2 separate regions of the Pan troglodytes genome follow, and region 1 is linked to region 2. A link is a contact called in public Hi-C data. All regions are on one chromosome and are shown on one strand. Each heading gives the region's core, a stretch centred on a gene start, on an enhancer-like site or on the middle of the called end of the contact. The rest is flanking DNA. Distances are from core to core; before and after follow the strand shown. Region 1 holds the start of LOC134808364. Region 2 has its middle 71 kb from the start of MAX.

Region 1 (6,025 bases), core at 1,536-4,035, 240 kb after region 2:
AAAAAAGTTACGCTTGCTTGTTAAAATATTTTTAAAATGCTGTGTTTAAACTAAGAAGTAAATATCCACCCCACCTCTGACTTCTAAAAATTATCTAAAGTATGACTGATAAGATTTTTACCTTTAATCCCACATAAGCCTAAAATTTGTGTTCATTTCCAACAACCAAAGTGTGTCACTTTTACACCAGAATTTTGTCCTGCTTATACGTTTAGTACAGAAATCTCATGGGAGAGAGCATCCATGCATTTACAAATTGTTATTGAATTATTTTATGGAATGATGACACCCAAACTGAGCTAGAACATAATTCTGGCTCTGCTAGTACATCTTCTGTGTGATCTTGGACAAGTCACTCTACTTTCAATTTTCTTTTCTCACAGGGAGATAATCATAAAAACGACTGTAAAGTACAGCATTTCATAGAGTGCTTTTTGTTTAAAGAGCTGACAATAAATACGAGTCACAAGGTCTAGGAAAGCCTCCCTCAGAACCTGAGCTGCTTGAGGACAAGGGATTTTCTTTTGAATCAGCAGTACCTTATTTGTGTATCTGTGATAGAGTTCCTGATACATAAGAAGGTCTCAATAAATGTGAATTTATGAATATTAGGCAGATTGCAACCTTGACAGGCCACTGCCTCTTAAATCTCCTTTTTGTGATCTTTTAATATTTAACATCTAAAAGGCCGCCGCTACTTGCTTTGGGATAAGTATCCCCGTTATGTACTTTAAAATGCCCAAGCCTAGAGAAATGATTCTTGTCTTAAGGGCACCATTTCGCTCTCCCACCGTAAAGCGCCCCAGGCTTGGGATCTGGGTCCCAAGGCTACAGGGAAGAGTTTGGAACGGGAAGCTCATCTTCCGGCCCTCTGATTGGCCGGCTCGCACTCCACTCACGCGGCGCGCGGCTCTGATTGGCCCCGGCGGCACCCCTCGTCCCGCGACTACTTTGTGTGCTGGGGCGGCGCGCTCAGGTCCTCCCGCTCAGCTGGCGGTCTGGGCTGCTCTGGGGCAGCCCTTCGGTCCACTGCTCTGCATCGCGGGCGCCGGGAATTTTCCGAGTCCGAGCGGGTAGGACGCATCCTAGGGCAAAGCCTCTCCCCTCTCCCCGTGCTGTTCTCTTTCCCGTACTGAATAAACTTCCGCCTCAGAGGGGCTGTCGCAGCCGCGGGTCGGGAGAGGCCGGGCATCGAACTCAGGCCCTCGTGGGGGGGGTCTTTCTCTTCGAGTGAATGTGGAAACAGCTCTTACAAGATAAAGTAGGGCTTCGCTGAGTCTCCTGGGGGAGCGATGCCATTGTAGGATCGCGCTGGAAGCAGCAGTCAAGCGGCCAAATGCGGGCTGCAGGGGCTGAGCAGCAGCAGCGCGCACCCCTAAAAGTAGCAAGGAGCCAGCCTCAAAACCTCTAGTGCGGGTGCCCCCTAGGGCCGCCGACTGAGCTGGCACGGGCCGGTCCATTCCCCGCGCTGTAGGGAGCACTGCATTCTCTGGAGGCGGGTCTCCTCCCGGGATCCGCTCGCGCCCCGCTCAGCCTTCGGCCTTCAGGCGGTAGAGGGCGGCCTACGCCTGTGTGCGAGCCGGCGCCGGCGTGCGCAGCCGCTGCCCTGCTGGAACTGTGCCGTCCCGCTGTGGCCCGCGGCTCTGCTAGGCGGTGGATGCTGCTGCTACGCTCTCCACCGGCGCAGCGAGGAAGGGGGCGGGGAGAAGCCCTGGCACATGCCAGGGTCGCCGTAGGTGGCAGCGGCCGGCGCATGCGCGCCCTCTCTCAGAAGCCAGGAACGCCGAGGGGCGCGCGCCCCCATTCGCGCGCGCACGCCGGCGCTGGCCGAGGCTTCCCCGCCTGCGCTCGTTGTCAGAGCCGCTCCGGCGCGTGCGCGCGTTATCTCCGGCCGACCCGAGGAGCCGGTTCCCTCCGCTCCAGGCCCCCTCCCCATCCCGCCCCCGCCGCCTGGCCCCAGCCGACCCGTCCCTTCCTCTCCCCGCGGAATGGGGCCGGCACTGCTCAGGGTCGCGCGCCCTGGACCCGGCTCGCTCTCGGTCTCGCGCTGTCAGCGACTGCCCGGCTCGCGCCGCCTCGCGCTCTGCCTCAGTCAGTGGCGCCGAAGGCTCCGTTAAGCGGCGGCGGCGGTTCCTGTTTCCGTTTCTTCCTCTCCGTTCGGTCGGGAGTAGCATCCTCCACTCAGCCACCCTTCCCACTCCCCCAGCGTGGGGCAGCTGCGGCTGAGGGCTGTGGCTTTGGCAGCTGCGACGGGGAGCGGCGGAGACCGCCTCTGCTCCCGCCTGGGGTAAGGGGGCGTTTTGGGAGCCGGGCCCCGCGCGCCTCGGGGTCTTGGGCTGGGCTGGGCTGCGCGCGGGATCTGAGGAGGCTCCGCGGCTGTCCCTGCTCGTTTCCCCGGGCGACCCCCGGGCCTGTTGCTGCAACTGCTGCCGGTTAACCAGCGGCTCTCGGAAAAGTGGGGAGGGAGCCCCCGGGACGCTCTGGCGGATGCCTTGGCGCAGCCCCGGGGGCGCGGGCAGAGGGTGAGGGGCGCCCGCCTCTCCAGCCGGGACGCGGAGCTGCGCCGCTGCTGCCCTCCGCGTCGCGCATCCTTGCCTAGGGCAGGGGCCAAAGCCTAGGGAAGGAGAAGGGTTGGGGGCGGGGGTGGGAGGTGTCCGTCGTTTCCCCTCCACACCTACCTTCCCTTCGTCAGCAGCTCGGTCCCTGGAGTCGCGGTTTGTGGGGAGGAAGATGCCCGTGCGTTATGGGCTCTCTCTGAGTGCTGCTCGGGCTAGAAAGCAGGGAGTGGACCCGCACAAAGATCCGCGAGGGACTGATGCAGGGCAGTTAAAGGCTTGAGTGCAGCTGTACTCCCTTTTGATGTGCAAATGACGAGCTGGCGGCTTTTGAGTATCAACTTATTTGGGAAGGTTAAATGAGTCCATATTTAATCAGTTCTAGGAGGTTTGTCCTGCAGGATTGAGTGGGTTGTCGGGTGCAGCACCTGTTCTTTCTTCACAGTGGGGATTGCAATCTTCAGAGACGCAGTGTATTTCTTAAGTGGCAGTGTCATGCTTAGGGTTTGTCCCGGATGAGCTTTTATTTTAGCATTTTGCCGTATAATATAGATTGAGGCCTTGGTTAAAGGCACGGACAGGTGGTGTTTTTTCCTTCCTATGTTTTAATTATTCACAGTTTATTTAAACCCACTCAGGAAGGTGGACCCAGAAAAGCCAAATTCTCCAGTACATAACCCCAAATTTCAACGTTTTGCGGAACAAATTCAATACAAGTTTTGTGTCAGTTTAGAGTTAAACGCATCTCAAGTAACTGACTTAACTGGCTTGCCTCTATGAAAACTGTAGGCAGATTTCATTATAGTTTTTTTTTTTTTCTTGTTATTCCGGCGGTTAGGTGCATGTTTATTTTCTTGATTAAATTTACATTCTATGTTTTATGACTAATTCTTTAAATAGGGGCATCACATAGAAAGTATTTTAGGAGAGAAATTATTTAAGCACTACAGTATATCAGATATATGAGAAATAATGGAGTTGTAGTCTCTGCTCTTTAAAATAACTGTAAAAACATCTTAAAACCCTATGCCAAATAATAAGGCCCTGTACCTTGCTGTCCTTGTGAAATCTGCTATGTGTATAGAAAATCTTAATTACTTGATTTATAAATACTACGGTAGTATTGAAAAGGTGGGAATTCAAGCATTTGTAATTGTGATTTCACAGGTTTAGTGTGTAAAAAATGCAGGGAGTTAGAGATGAATAGGCTATAAGACACGTACAAAGACATGGATTTTCTTTTTGCTGCCTTATAAATTGAGAATTCTGTTTGAATTCAAGAGCTGAACAGCTGGAATGAAACTTGTATAGATTGCAGAAACAGATGCAAAAATGTATCTTTGGTCAAGTTGTGAGTTAACTTGAAGAGTGTCTTGTGTAATAGGATAGTGATTCAAAATAATTTCCATAAAGTACGGCCTTATATAGGTTATATTTTGAGGATATTTTTGAATTTAAAAAGTCACCTGAAGTTGTTTTCCTACAAATCAGTTCTGTTTAAGACGTATAGAATCGAAAAAAACAAAACAAAACAGTAATTCTGATTACATCCTGCATTGTTTTGTTGCAAATTCTTACCAGTTATTTTTACGCAATTGGAGTGTCCTTAAAAGTGGTGAATCTTAAAATTTGCTAGTGGATTGGAAAAACCTGTTAACTTATTATTATTTTTAAAAATGCTGTTATATTAGTACATTGGTCTGGAGGGGGAGCTAGTGCCAAAGCAAAGTATAGCTTAATAGCTGTTTGAACTTTTAAAACACCCAAAACCAGATTTTTATGACCAAAAGAAACATAAACTTTTAATTAAAAGAGTACGAAATTGATGTGGGCATATATATGTACATAGTTATTTGTGGAGTGAATATATTGTGTATTACAAATTAGTTTAAAGAAGTCTTTTCATGAGCTGCAATAATGGAAAGCTAAATGCTTAAAGATTTATTGGATTTCTCATTTTAAAATCTCTAAAATGTATCCCCAAACTTAGAGTATGTTATAGTATTTTCTTAACCTTCTTGTCCTGTTCATCAGAATCTAAGGCATGTATTCTTGACCCATTGTACATGTTGTGTGTTCTTAAATTTTGTTTTTATAATAGCTACAATCCTAAAATTTCAAAAACGAAGCTTCAAGTAGAATCTTATATGGGCGAAGGTATTAATTGTGTGGTAAGCTACGTATTTATCAAAAGTAGATGTAATTCCTTTTTTTTTTTTTTTTAAAGTAGAGATAATTCCAATAAAAAAATGGACCTTTTAGACATCTGGAGAACAGTATCCCCAGGTCACTTAACCCTTATCTCCTGCAGTATAATGCAGTGAGTCCAGCTGATCTACCAAATTGAATGTGTGCCTTTGAATACGAAGCAGTTGTTTTGTGGCCTGTGGCATTTCATTTAGGTTTCTAAGCTGTAATAAATTAGTATGTTAATTTACTTCTTTCCATTCACATATTCTTTAAATCCAAGCCTAGAGACTGATAATTATATGTATATTAAAATCATTGGAATATTGGTTTCTTTGCAGATAGTGTTTGGGCTGTTTATTATCCATAGCTCTTCATTATGTAAATAGAATCTCAATGCTGATAAAGTAAATAGATTCTTCCATTTCATTAATGGTTATTTTTGATTTATGATAAACTGCATTTAATAAATCTCTTGATTTAGTTAAATGGTGGATACATCATTTCATATTATAGCAAATTGATAAATATAAAAGAAAGTTTTACAATCATAAGAGTAAATATTTAAAAAAACTTGAATAAGTTACTTTACTAAACATAAAATTAAGATTTTTAAACAACTCTGAAACTAAAAGTATTACTATTATGGTACTTTTTTTTTTTTTTCCCCCAATAGAGATGTGATCTTGCTGTTTTGTCCAGGTTGGCCTTGAACTCCTGGGCTCAAGCGATCCTCCTACCTCAGTCTCTTGAGTAGCTGGGACTATAGGCATGTGCTACCACAGCCAGCTTTATTATAGTACTTTTGTACCCTGCATCAATGCTGCTTCTGTTGATACTTTTCAAAGGAGATATCAACTTCTGGTCTTCAACAGTAGTGTAGCATCCTCTTATTGATTCTCTGGCTCATATTTCACTACCATGTAGTATGGAGTTTCTTTCTTGGAGTTTGAATTTTTTTACATTGCAGCTTGTTATAGTGAAACAATTAAACATATTTAAAAGTAAAAGATATTTACGACTGATTTTTAAAGAACCTGTAAAAAAATCCCCAACAGAAGAATATTATATGGGGATGTGTAGATTTAACATTTTATTTTCTTTAATTTTTTTTTTTTTTTTTTTGAGATTGGGATTGGGGGTTGTCTCTCTATGTTGCCCAGGTTGGAGTGCAGTAGTGGCGTGATCATGGCTCACTGCAGCCTTGAACTCCCTGGTTCAAGCCATTCTCCCGCCTTAGCCTCTGGAGTATCTGGGATTACGGGTGCATGCCACCATGCGTG
Region 2 (6,380 bases), core at 2,322-4,821:
CTTCCCTGACTGTCCTCTCTACCCTGCTACTTCCTCAGTAGGTCTACTGTGAAATGGACTGGACATACATCAGGACCGGGAGAAGAGAGAGGAAGTCATGTCCTCACTTAGGAAATGAGTCTGGTCTCTAGGAAGATTATAAAATGTATGTAAATAAACATCTTGTTATTTCGTTGGAACTCTAAAATTCACTGGCATAGATGCTGTGCTTTCTCATAATGTTAAAAATTAGATTCTTGAATGCTGTTTAAACATTCATAATTTGGAGAAATAGCCTGGACCAGAGTTTTGGAGAATCCACCTTCAAAAATAACCCTAGCTGGGGGGCAGTAACATGCACCTGTAATCCCAGCTAGTCAGGAGGCTGAGGTGGGAGGATTGCTTGAACCCAAGAGTTTGAGGCTGCAGTGAGCCATGATCACCTCTGTAAATAGCCACTCTGCACTCCAGCCTGGGCTATGTAGTAAAAGATACCCTGTTTCATTAAAAAAAAAGAAGAAGAAGAAGAAGAAGAAGAAGAAGAAGAAGAAGAAGAAGAGGAGGAGAAGAAGAAAAGAAGAAGAAGAAGAAGAAGAAGAAGAAGAAGAAGAAGAAGAAGAAGAAGAAGAAGAAGAAGCAGCAGCAGCAGCAGCAGCAGCAGCAGCAGTAGCAGGAAGGAGCTCCCGTTCAAATCTTGGACAATCTGAACTTTTAAAAAATAATAATAATAATCGACTGGGCATGGTGGCTCATGCCTGTAATCCCAGCATTTTGGGAGGCCAGGGCAGGTGGATCACCTGAGGTCAGGAGTTCGAGACCAGCCTGGCCAACACGGTGAAACCTCATCTCTACTAAAAATACAAAAATTAGCTGGGCATGGTGGTGAGCACCTGTTTTCCCAGCTACTCGGGAGGCTGAGGCGGGAGAATTGCTTGAACCCAGGAAGCGGAGGCTGCAGTGAGCCAAGATCACACCACTGCACTCCAGTCTGGATGACAAAAGGGAGACTTCATCTAAAATAATAATAATAATAATAATAATAATAATAATAAATTGGATAAAATGTGAACATCTAAGTCCATATTAATATAAGCAAATAAATAAATGGAGAAAAAGAAAAAGGCTTTCCTTAGAGTAAAATTACAACTAATATAGGTATAAGAAATGATAAAATTAGAAAATGACCATTTGGTAAACCTTAGAGTCATTGATTCAGGCAAGAATTATCAAGGGATGTTAAAACTAGTGGGTAAAAATTTGATGAGAAACAGTGTATTTACACAATCTCAAAGTAGATCCTCATAAAACACCTATTGATTTCAAAGAGAAAAATAATAACTTTACAGTAGAGAGGACTGATAATCCCCACCTGAATCAAATGATCAAAGTTAACATCGCAAGGGACAAATGGGACAGATTGATAGCATATATCTCCTGATGTATGTGCGCCGAAGGACATGATATCACCTCTGTGGTTTTCCTGCCAAAAAGGTACAACCGGAATCTAATTGTGAGGAAACATCAGACTAATTTAAAAGGAGGGACAGTCGATTAAATAAATGGCTTACATTCTTCAAAAATGTCAGTGTCATGAAAGACAAAGCTGAAGAACTATTCTAATTGAAGAAACCTAAAAAGACATGATATTGCTGGCCAGGTGCGGTGGCTCACGCCTGTAATCCCAGCACTTTGGGAGGCCGAGGTGGGCAGATTAAGAGGTCAGGAGATCGAGACATCCTGGCTAACACAGTGAAACCCCGTCTCTACTAAAAATACAAAAAAAAAAAAAAAAAAAAAAAAATTAGCCGGGCGTGGTGGCTGGCGCCTGTAGTCCCAGATACTCGGGAGACTGAGGCAGGAGAATGGCATGAACCCGGGAGGCAGAGCTTGAAGTGAGCCGAGATCGCGCCACTGCACTCCAGCCTGAGCGACAGAGTGAGACTCCGTCTCAAAAAAATTAAAAAAGGCCGGGCGCGGTGGCTCACACCTGTAATCCCAGCACGTTGGGAGGCCGAGGCGGGTGGCTCACGAGGTCAGGAGATCGAGACCATCCTGGCTAACACGGTGAAACCCCGTCTCTACTAAAAATACAAAAAATTAGCCGGGCTTAGTGGCGGGCGCCTGTAGTCCTAGCTACTTGGGAGGCTGAGGAAGGAGAATGGCGTGAACCCGGGAGGCAGAGCTTGCAGCGAGCCAAGATCGCACCACTGCACTCCAGCCTGGGCGACAGAGCGAGACTCCGTCTCAAAAAAAAAAAAGTCATGACATTGTTAAGAGGTTGGATTTGATGTTGGATCAAAACATTTTTTTCTCTTTATAAAGAACATTATTTTGCTCTTATAAAGAACATTATTAGAATAACTGGTGAAATTTTACATCAGAAAGATGTATAGTTTAGATAATAGTGTTGTGTCAATATTAATTTCCCGAGTTAGATAATGTATTTGAGTTATGAAAAAGAATATTCATGTTTTTTAGGAAACATACACTCAAGTATTTAGGGATAAAGGGGGATCTTATCTGCACCTTACTCTCAAATGGTTCAGAAAACAGTCTACATAGGGAATGAAAATCAGAAGCAGACAGGGTGAAAAGGACACAGGAATTGTCTGTACTTTTGTATTTTTCTGTGAAAAGTACTTTGTGCTTTTCTGTAAGTCTGAAATGGTTTCAAAAGAAAAAGTTCCCCATCTGCAGACTCAGAAATCCTTTTCAGTGAATTTTCTTCCCAGTCTTTTCTTTCCCTCCCTCTGATGGTGTGCCTTAGTATTTCCGTCCTCACAGCTCCCTTTACAAAGCAGAATTCTGTCGAATGGGGGAGTGTGAGGAAGGGGTGTGTGTGAGTGTGTGTGTGTGGGGTGAGTGTGTGTGAATGTGTGAGTGTGTGGGGGTGTGTGTGGATGTGAGAGTGTGTGTGTTATGTAAGAGTGTGAATTGTGAGTGTGATATGTGAGTGTAGGTTGTGTGTGTGTAAATGTGTGAGTGTGCTGAGTGTGTGGGGGTGTGATGGTATGTGTGAATGTGGCGTGTGTGTGTGTGTCAATTTGTGTGTGATGTGAGTTGTGAGAGTGTGTGTGAATTTATGTGTGATGTCAGTGAGTTGTGTGTGATGTGTGTGAGTTGTATGTGATGTGTGTGTGTTGTGTGTGTGAATTGTGTGAGTATGTGATATGTGTGTGTGAGAGTCGTGAGTGTGTATGTATAGTGCAACTACTCCCTCAGGATGTCACAGAGGCAAACCATAAAGCCGGGATAAAGTCAGTTGTTACGATGCCGAATAAGGCCAGTGAATGAAGTCAGAAGCCCCTTGGTGGTTCTTTTCAGATTTCTGTGGACAGGAGGGTGTGGTCTCCGCGGGATGCACTGACCCAGCTCAGAGAGCTGAGAGCATGTGAGAAACAAGACCGAGTTCCTAGTCTGCATGCTCGCCCACTCTCACTGTCTCCCCCTCCCCTGCTCTCTTTCTCACACACTCCTCTCTCTTTCCTCTTCTGTCCGAGAGTGCCTTTGAATACTCTGGAACCAGGTGAAGGGGCCATTTTCTCTCTGGGACAGACATCTCTCCACAGCAGGGGGACATTCTTCCCTGGGGCCAGAGAGCAAGGTTCAGTATGCGGAGCCCGCTAACTTTGGGTTCAGACCTTGGCAGGGTGGGGTGAGGGCAGCCTTGTGAGGTCTAATGCCTCCTCCCGCTACATTTGGTCTGGCTTGTTTAGAACCTTGTATCCAGGTCCAATAACCTGGTATACGAGTCCCAAAGCACTTACCCTAATGCCTGCACAATGGTCATGGCATGAAAAGACTCCAAAGGCAGGTTTGCCAGATGCTGCATTAAAATTCATTCCCCTACTTTCTCAAACAGCCATTCACTTTAATTCACTCATCTCACTATCACAAGCTGCAGTGAAGCAGAAAGTGGTTCTGCTATTTTTAAATGATCCCAATGGAATGAAATAATGTCTTGATTCCTTCCCAGTGGTCTAGGGACAATCAAAGTGAAGACTAGGGGATGGGCAAGGTAGAACTCACCCTCTCTTGGAAGTGGGCATCTATCTGTCTAACTCTTAGCTCTTTAGAGCACTGACTTTTGCTTGGAGGGAAACAGAGAAGAAAAAAGAGTCATTTTCAGTTCTGAAAAGATATTTGTCTCAATCCACCAACATCTACCAGATATGAGTTATATAAATCAAATAGGCACAGAGCTTCAGGCTAGCCTGTGACAAAGAAAATTTAAATATTTAAGAGCTAGTCATGAAGGTACCAGGAAAGGGAGATAAAAAATAAATAACTAAAATTAAAATTAAAGAAAGAGCTGGTGAACCCTTATCTGATCAGCTTGGAGTTCATTTTCACTCCAAGACACTAAGTCTAAGCCCTTTTATTTTTTAAATTTTATTTATTTATTTAGCCACCAAGTCTTGCTCTGTTGTCCAGGCTGGAGTGCAGTGGGGTGATCACGGCTTATTGCAGCTTTGACCTCCTGGGCTCAAGTGATCCTCCCCCCTCAGCCTCCCAAGTAGTTAAGACTATAGGTGCACACCACCACACCTGGCTAATATTTATTTATGTATTTATTTTGTAGAGATGGAGTCTCACTATGTTGCCCAGGCTAGTCTCGAACTCCTGGCCTCAAGTGATCCTCCCATCTTGGCCTCCCAAAGTGCTGGGATTACAGATGAGCCACGGAGCTTGGCTAAGCCCTTCTAAAAGCCATACGCTGTTCATTCCTGTGGAGAAGGTGGACCCCATGGCTGGGGCCAAGGTTGTGTATTGATTACAGAGGATCCAACTTTCTGCTTCTCATGTGGCCCATTTGCCCACATATTAACCTCCAAATGGCTTTCCTCCAGGGATGCTATGTACAAAATAGCAGCATCTTTTGGCAATCAAGTGGGAATCAGTCAACTAATAACTAGATATTAAATGTAGACCATACTCGGTGCTTGGATAACCCTGTAAAAAATAAAAGTAGCTCTGGCCAGGTGCGGTGGCTCACGCCTGTAATCCCAGCGCTTTGGGAGGCTGAGGCAGGCGGATCATGAGGTCAGGAGATCGACAGCATCCTGGCTAACATGGTGAAACACTGTCTCTACTAAAAATACAAAAAATTAGCTGGGCATGGTGACGGGCGCCTGTAGTCTCAGCTACTCGGGAGGCTGAGGCGGGAGAATGGCGTGAACCTGGGGGCGGAGCTTGCAGTGAGCCGAGAGCATGCCACTGCACTCCAGCCTGGGCGAGAGAGCCAGACTCCGTCTCGAAAAAAAAAAAAAAAACTAGCGCTAAGATGGAAGTGTGTATGATGAAGAAACTCCCTGCATCATCACAGTAACTGAAACGGGGATAGCCAAGAAGGGCTCCTTCATCTGGGCTGATTCACTCAGACTTCTAGGGCCTAATGCTGTGGGAGGGATTTTAGTGTTTTTTTTCAAGGTTTCCATATGGCAAGATAGCATTAACTCTTAGATGGAAAATGCACCGTTTTCATAGGGCAACATATACCTTCTTTTCTTTTGCCAGTCTGAGGAAGCACATTAACAGTTTCAGAGCCAATATTTATAATTTTAGCAGAAATGTTCTCACAAAGATCTCAAAACTCCTATAACAGACTTGTGAAAGAATTACTATATTTAAGGAGTGGGAAGTCTGTAAGAAGCTCCATGGCAGAGGGAGGAGTTGAGCTGAGATGTCCAAGACCCAGAGCCTTTCTCCAGTATTGTGGGTGGTGGCTGTGGGTTGGGATGGGTGTCACTGTTGTCTTGTCGGGGTGAGTTTTGCCAGGGATTCTATTTTCCACATACCATCTCGGCAGTGGTTTATTTTGGTGTATGCTCAGAACTTGGGCAAAATTATTGACTATAAATGGGCTTAAATCTCTCTTCTAGTCGATTGAGTGCATACTTAGGACATAGTATTTTATGACACCATTATATTCTATGTATCTTGATTATAGGAGAACACTATAATCCTATTGTATTCATCATATTCACTGTAGTGAGTTAAAGAAGGTTTAAAATTCTTTGCCTCTCTTACTATCAAGAAGTGTGGTCTATTTTCTATTTCTTTGAAACAGACCAACTCTGACACTGGTTTTGACAAATAGAATACACTGGAGGCCAAACACAGTGGCTCACATCTGTAATCCCAGCACTTTGGGAGGCCAAGGCAGGTGGATCACTTGAGCCTAGGAGTTTGAGACCAGCCTGGCCAATGTGGCAAAACCTTGTCTCTACAAAGAAATTTAAAAAATTAACTGGGCATGGTGGCACATGCCTATAATCCCAGCTACTTGGGAAGCTGAGGCAGGAGGATTGCTTGAGCTCAGGAGGTTGAGGCTGCAGTAACACTGTGTAACTTCTAAGGCTGGGCCCTGAGATATCCGTAGCTTCCAATTTTGTCCCACT

The links. A called contact is a pair of places that touch in the nucleus more often than the background predicts.
Region 1: a Hi-C map of induced pluripotent stem cells shows a contact between it and region 2, with 1.8 times the contacts expected there. The contact joins the promoter of LOC134808364 here to the enhancer-like site in region 2. A contact is called at or near these places in 3 of 7 Hi-C or Micro-C datasets (induced pluripotent stem cells, a lymphoblastoid cell line and stem cell-derived neural progenitor cells) and 1 of 1 datasets of contacts at active chromatin or transcription factors (stem cell-derived excitatory neurons).

Annotation. Positions count from the first base shown.
Region 1 is chr15:63,387,910-63,393,934 of NHGRI_mPanTro3-v2.0_pri, forward strand. LOC134808364 reads right to left here and starts at 2,786. Exons shown (of 1, transcript XM_063793560.1): 1 at 1-2,786. The coding sequence starts at 2,174. The coding sequence ends at 1,647. It also overlaps a transcript of FUT8 not described here.
Region 2 is chr15:63,147,535-63,153,914 of NHGRI_mPanTro3-v2.0_pri, forward strand. No RefSeq gene overlaps it. Among named protein-coding and RNA genes, the nearest start is that of MAX, 71 kb to the left of the region's middle. Within about 2 kb of position 3,572, at least 3 of the 24 cell types and tissues checked have an H3K27ac peak or open chromatin away from gene starts, as enhancers often do. A contact at or near this core is called in induced pluripotent stem cells, where this site is marked.